Regions from separate parts of the Rattus norvegicus genome. Here region 2 is linked to region 1. Evidence: chromatin contacts called from public Hi-C data. All regions are on one chromosome and are shown on one strand. The core of a region is the stretch at or near the end of the contact, and the rest is flanking DNA. Distances in the headings are between cores, read along the strand shown. Region 1 overlaps Nfib (nuclear factor I/B). Region 2 has its middle 5.4 kb from the start of Trnah-gug10.

Region 1 (3,182 bases), core at 569-3,068:
GCCCAGGGAAACAACATGAGCAATTGTCAAAGGCAAGGAAAGGAAATCCACACCCCCAGTGTGGCTGGAAGAAAGCACACATATGGAGGTGAACACTCAGCTGAAAGAATTTGGAAAAATAAACTTATGTTACCTTGTAGAGGGCCTCCCATGCTGCTGGGAGAAATCTGTATTCCTTCATGAATTCTGTGAGGATACTGAAGGCAGTTCCCACTCTCCGGCCAGTTCTTGGATCATCTCTTGACTTTGCTTGTGTGTGATCCCTCACCATCAAGGGATCAACATTTCCCATTCTCTGTAGTTGAGCTTCTTACCCTGTGCAGAAATGAGCCTCAACATTTCCCCCGTGCACATTCCCAGCATTTCTTGAGACAATCACTTTGAGGACTGTCAAATTATCCAGCGATTATCTAATTGGTGACAGTGGCTTAGTCCCTTTGCACCAAAGGACTGGCACCGCGCAAGCTTCTTTCTTTCAGACGTTTGGTAGAGCATCACAGATGTTGTGCTAGAGGTAAGATACGGTGTCTTTACCATGGAAAGAAAAGGCCAGGACAAAAGATAAGCTGAATAGTCCAAGATGAGTTATCACCATCAGGAAGAGCAGACTATAGGACCTGATTAGACTGAGTGATGGTGATGACATCGGCTTTGTAGCTGTTGTGAATCTGTTTAAACTTTTTCATAAGTGTAATGAATGAAAATTAAGAAGCATTGATAAAAGAAAAAAAATTACAGCTTTCTCTCGGTGTGCTTTTCTGGAAACTCACCTTTCTTTCCTGCCTACTTTGTGCTCTGGTTTGGTTCTCTGCTCCTTCCAGAACCCCTCCCCCTCTCGGCCCTCCCTCCGTCCTCAGGTCTTTTTCTTACTTTGCAAATTTCTGACAGGTTGACTTCTTATACCAGTCTACCTGAATTGAATGCAGGCCACAGTCACTCCTGAGTGCAATCCCCTTTAGCAAGCAGGCAAAAAAAGGAAGGGCCTTTGTGGTAGAAGGAGAGAAGTGATTCCCATGTTGTCTCCTGACCTCCATGTGCACCTCTCCACACCACACATAATAATAATAAAAAAAATGACTAAAAATTAGAAGAGAAGATTGGAAATGATTGAGAGCAGCGTTGAGGTCTTTTAGATCACTGAGCCATGTGGTCAGGATGTGGATCATGGCGAGCCCCAGCCGTGCCAGCCTCTTGCACTCTCTAATGTTTTATGTTTCTCCCAGGAGAAAGATTACAAAGTAGGTCGTATTTTTTAATTCTCTGTATTGTGTGTTAGGGAGTGAAATAGTTTCTCTCACTAAGAGATAAGGCTTACTAGTTTTAAAAACCACAGTTTTCAAAACAGAGTGTATTCACCCTTGTAAATCATGTCGCAACTGAAAAAACATACTGATAAATGGAAAAGTGAACTGCTATCTTACCACCATGCAAAGAATGTGGGCGTACGTTGATGAGGGTGACTAAATCCTACAGAATTCATGTGGCTTCCCATTAATTCTCTAGTAATGCAACAGAAACAAAAGTCCAGGCCTGCTTCTGTTTGTTTTTCCTACCCAGCTGGGCATTCACAAAAGGTTGGCCCTGTGTGTTGTGCTCTCTAGCTATACCTGGTCCAGTGAGTTAGAGTAGTCCCTTGTCTCCTGGGCAGACTTTGTATGCTGGACTTGAGTCTCTGGAACAGACACATGGGGATTAGCTGAGCTCCCCCTGGAGTCCCTGGACCCTTGGATCGTGAAAAGAGTGGTAGCCTAGTGTGTCTGTGACCTCTGCTAGTGAAGTGCTGTGCAGCTCACTGACAGTACTCCCAGCAGCTTGACTGACTGGTTATTCTGGTCAGGAGAAAAATAGCACTGACATCACGTGATCCTGGCAAAGTAAACCACATTGGAACTTAGCCTTTGAATACCCAAGGGGCTGGCAGCAATCTCAGGGGTTGGCTGGGAGCCCCATTGAGTTCACTAGTAATCAGTTGACTGCTGAGCTGGACAAGCTGCCCCAGTTTTTCTGACAAGCTCTGTCTAAAAGAATGATGGGCAGTCTGCCATTAGGATTTTTTAGCGGAGTTGCTAATGATTAACTCTTTAGCTACTGTACATACATCATGTCTTTCGTTATGTGTTGGTATGCAATTAGATAAAACTTTGGAGGCAATGTTCTAATTCCTCATGCAGTTGCTGTACCAGGAATTCCTCTCTTGCACAACGTACACCCAACGGCAAGGAAAAACACTGTAGGGCCCTTTATATGCATATTTCAAAGGAATGCCAGTAGACTGGTTTTCCTTGAAGTTTCTCATTTGTTGCTTTTAAACCAAAAAATGCTATAATCTTTAATCATATTAAACGTCAGGTGCTACACCCCAGGCATACCTAGGGAATAGATATCACCTACAAGAAAACTTTGGAAAACTGGGCATTTAATATTTATTCATGATTTTATGAACCCATTCATATGCTCTCCCCCAAATCCTGTGGTAAGTATTATATCTCAGCAAAGAAGCATTTGTAACCAGTTACTATAAGTCCAGAGAAGCAGATCCTTTTGGATCGTGCAGAATTCCCAGTGGATTAATCAGCTTTTTACTAGAAAAAAGATGATTTCTTCGTAGTAACTTTTATACTTTTCTCTATGTGCTTCAAATGAAGTCCCGTTCCCAGGGTTGCACGTTTTTACATGTTGTAATTCAGCGAGCGTGGCGTGTTCACTCTTGTTTTTTTTTTTTGTTTTTGTTTTTGTTTTTTTTTTTGTAGGAAGTTTTTCTAAGACATACTTTCTTTCCAACAGAAGCTCTTACAGGTGACTGGCACCACTCTCCTGGGAGCAGGTAGACAGACTGCAGCAGGGACGGTGACTCGCCCATGGAGTTCATGAGTCAGTTTACCAAAACATCGAAAACCAAACAGTACCTAAATAATGTCGGCACTAACACAGACCCCTGGATAGTTTCTTCACTAAGCTAACACTTTTCAAGCTTATAACAATCTACTGAAGTGTCCTGGGAAAAAAACAAAAACAAAAACGCTGCCTTCAGCTTATTCTGACTTCCCTCATTTCCCTCTGTGTATTTCAGGGGCTGTTTAACCATTGAAAGGTACCAGGGTTTTGCTGGCGTTGGGTTATTTGTTAACTCTAGGTGTCAGAGATTGAAGCAAAGCAGGGAGAACTGAGGAGGGAGGTTACTC
Region 2 (2,950 bases), core at 283-2,782, 170 kb before region 1:
GGATTTCATGCCTAACTCACCTCTCTGTGCTGGCATTCAATGTGTCTTGGACTGGCCGAGGTCTTATGTGTGACGTCACAACCTCAGCAAGTCTAAATGTGCGGCTGTCCTGATGTGTCCTTGTAGCATCCACTGCCTCTGACTCCTACACTCTTTCCGGCCCTTCTTCCTCAATGATTCCTGGGCCTTGGAGAGGGACGTGTAAGATATGATAACTAGAGGGCTGAATATCCTGCACTCTCTTATTTTCTGTGTCTTTGGCCAGTAGTTGTGACCAAATATATATTCATTTGCTCTGTAACCTAGACCTTCATGTCCCTCACATTGGCCTGTCTGTGTGGTCTGTTAAAGGTTGTTCAAACAACACGATACGGTTACCTACCAGTTAAAGATCCAGAGCTGCATACCCTCACTTCATTACCGCCAGCTGTAACCAGACATTCTTCCTCTCTTGCTTTCTGCCGTACAATGGAGCAGAGCTATTTCATTGGGGCCCATGGTTGATGCCTTGCACTGAAGAGGCTTTATAGCCCTGGATGACATTTTTGTTTCTACTTCAGTCAACTTTCAGAAACAAAGAAAATCTCCATTTATTTGTCTGACCAAGTCACACTCTGAACAACCCCGAGTAAATCAGCTACTTTTCTTTTAAAAAAAATGTAGTTTCTTGTTTTCAGCCACTCTCTATTCTCCAGTTACGAAGACTATATTTTAAACTTATTTTTCCACAATGAAAGCTCACCGATCCATAGGAAATGATTTGTTAAGACAGGATCTGACGAGCTAGAGTTCACTTTTAAGGAGCAGTGCTGAAGCAAGAAGGTTGTTTCTCAGGTGCCCCGAGGATGCCCTAAGGTGTGGCGCCCCAGGAGAAGCAGTTGGCTTTGCAAAAGGCTAGCAAACTGTTGTGCTTCAATCTCAAGGATAAGGGCAATGAGAAGTAAAGCCTGGGCCACTTCTCCCTCAGCATCTCAGCCACGGGAACCATAGTCTAAAAACCCTAACAGGGCCCCCAGTTCTTCTAAGGTGGGACTGATAATTCAGTTGCTGACAGTCTGTGGGAGATTTGGGGGTGTTGGCCTCCAGGAAGGGAAATTCCAACAGAAGCAGATTCAGAAAGCACGCGTAGAGAGACCTGGGTTAGCCCCATCTCTGCTACTTCCACTGCTTGGCTTCAGACACGACCTCTTTATGGTTTGCTCATCAGCAAACAAGGAGCAGTTTTAAAGTTAGACAAGACGAAATGTAGTTGGGAAGAATGCTCCCTCTTGCCCTCCTCCCCCTCCCAAGAAACTCTGTTCTGTGTGGTTTGTGTGGACTTCCCAGACCTCAAAAGCTGACAACCCATCGACAAAAGGCTTACCCTGGACTCAGTGACTTTGATTGGTGGCAGTTCTATGACACTCTTGTCTCTGTCGTGTAACCGCATGGCAAAAGTAGGTGCTTTTTCCAAGTCCTGGGAACGCTTGCTGAGCTGGAAGGCCCTTTTCTCATTATCCAGGATAAAAGCAGACTGCCACTAGATGGCACTGCTTGTTGTGGATCAGAGACAAGGAACTCCTTTCTGTCTGGGCAGGGAGGGGCCAATTTCACACATTACATCAAGATCTAAGAACCAAACAGACCCCACCTAGGAGCTGGGGAAATTACCTCCACAGGTTGTCTTTATCCAGAGGTGATTTTAAAGGAATATATTGTGTTTGGATGTCAATGTTCAAAGGCTCCAAGGCAGAAAATACCATTTCAAAAGAAAGTGTGATTAATGAAGCCACATAAATCCCGCCGAGCCGGAGCCATGTCAGGGATCACACCACACAAATCAGACAGCTGGGAGCCCCTCTCACATTCTCCTGTTCCCATTTCTATGTCGCTGCATCCCTTGCCTCCTCTTTTCCTCTTTGTCATTTCGTGAACACACGGATCCCCAAATCCAAACCAGGAGGAATTTTGACCAGAATTTTTGGCTGCAGCTGCCTTCAAGCTTGGGTCTAGCCATTTATGCTTTCTTCTTTCCCCAGGAATTCCAAAGACAGGCAGAGGCCGTAACAACCATAGCCTCACTAACTGCCTGCCAAACCAGAGTCAAGTCTGGATCTTTCCATAGCCCAGTCTTACTCAGAGACAAGACTGCACTAAAGAATCTACCCCCAGATTTCCTTGAGACACAGTGCTTCTGTTTCTTTGGAATCCTGCACTTCTGTCAGCTGCTACACGTGTCCCGTGCTCTCCTCGGTTTTTTCCACCTGGGTGCACAGCCTTACCTTTCTCTTTCTCGAATACCAAGTTCGCACACTTGTGCGTTATTTGCTGTGCTAGGAGCACCCTCAGGGCACTAGAGAAACGTAGTCTCCTCTGTCTAGTCTGCAGTGTCTGCTTCCAATGAATCCAGTTCCTAGAGTGATGGTAACACCAAAGTTACCACGCTATCTAAAGTAAGGAGCATGGTGCTGTCTAGTTGCTAAACATTTGAGCTCCCAGGCAGACACCTCTATTTAAACTACAAGCTGGGCACCCATCACAGGCAGATAATTTGGTCTCTTCTTGTGTCTCTTTGTCCACGTACACCATGTAACTGACAAATACACCCTACAGAGGGGACGGGTAGACAGCCCGAGCTAATAGAACAACAGCACAGAGGACAGTGTGGAGGCAAATTCTCACCTTGGTTGTTATTACCCTCATTACTAGAACTTGGATTTTAGGTTTTGAAATTATTGTGTGTGTGAATGGTGTATTCCTGGGCACTCACACCATGGCGTGGCTATGGAAGTCAGACAAGCATTTTGTGGAGTCAGTTCTCTCTTTCCACCTTTATGTGGGTTCCAGGGGTCAAACCAAGTTGTCAGGCTTGCTCAGCAAGCACCCATAGCTGTTGACCTTCTCGACGGCTTATAATTATTATAATTATCACCATTACAATATGCTAGGCACAATGGCAAGTAAAGAGGCT

Evidence for each region. A called contact is a pair of places that touch in the nucleus more often than the background predicts.
Region 2: a contact with region 1 is called in a Hi-C map of psoas muscle, with 3 times the contacts expected there. The contact joins two enhancer-like sites.

The regions. Positions count from the first base shown.
Region 1 is chr5:101,960,522-101,963,703 of GRCr8, reverse strand. All of the region lies in intron 2 of Nfib (nuclear factor I/B), which reads left to right. Among named protein-coding and RNA genes, the nearest start is that of Nfib, 58 kb to the left of the region's middle. Within about 2 kb of position 1,818, at least 35 of the 93 cell types and tissues checked have an H3K27ac peak or open chromatin away from gene starts, as enhancers often do.
Region 2 is chr5:102,126,378-102,129,327 of GRCr8, reverse strand. No RefSeq gene overlaps it. Among named protein-coding and RNA genes, the nearest start is that of Trnah-gug10, 5.4 kb to the left of the region's middle. Within about 2 kb of position 1,532, at least 8 of the 93 cell types and tissues checked have an H3K27ac peak or open chromatin away from gene starts, as enhancers often do.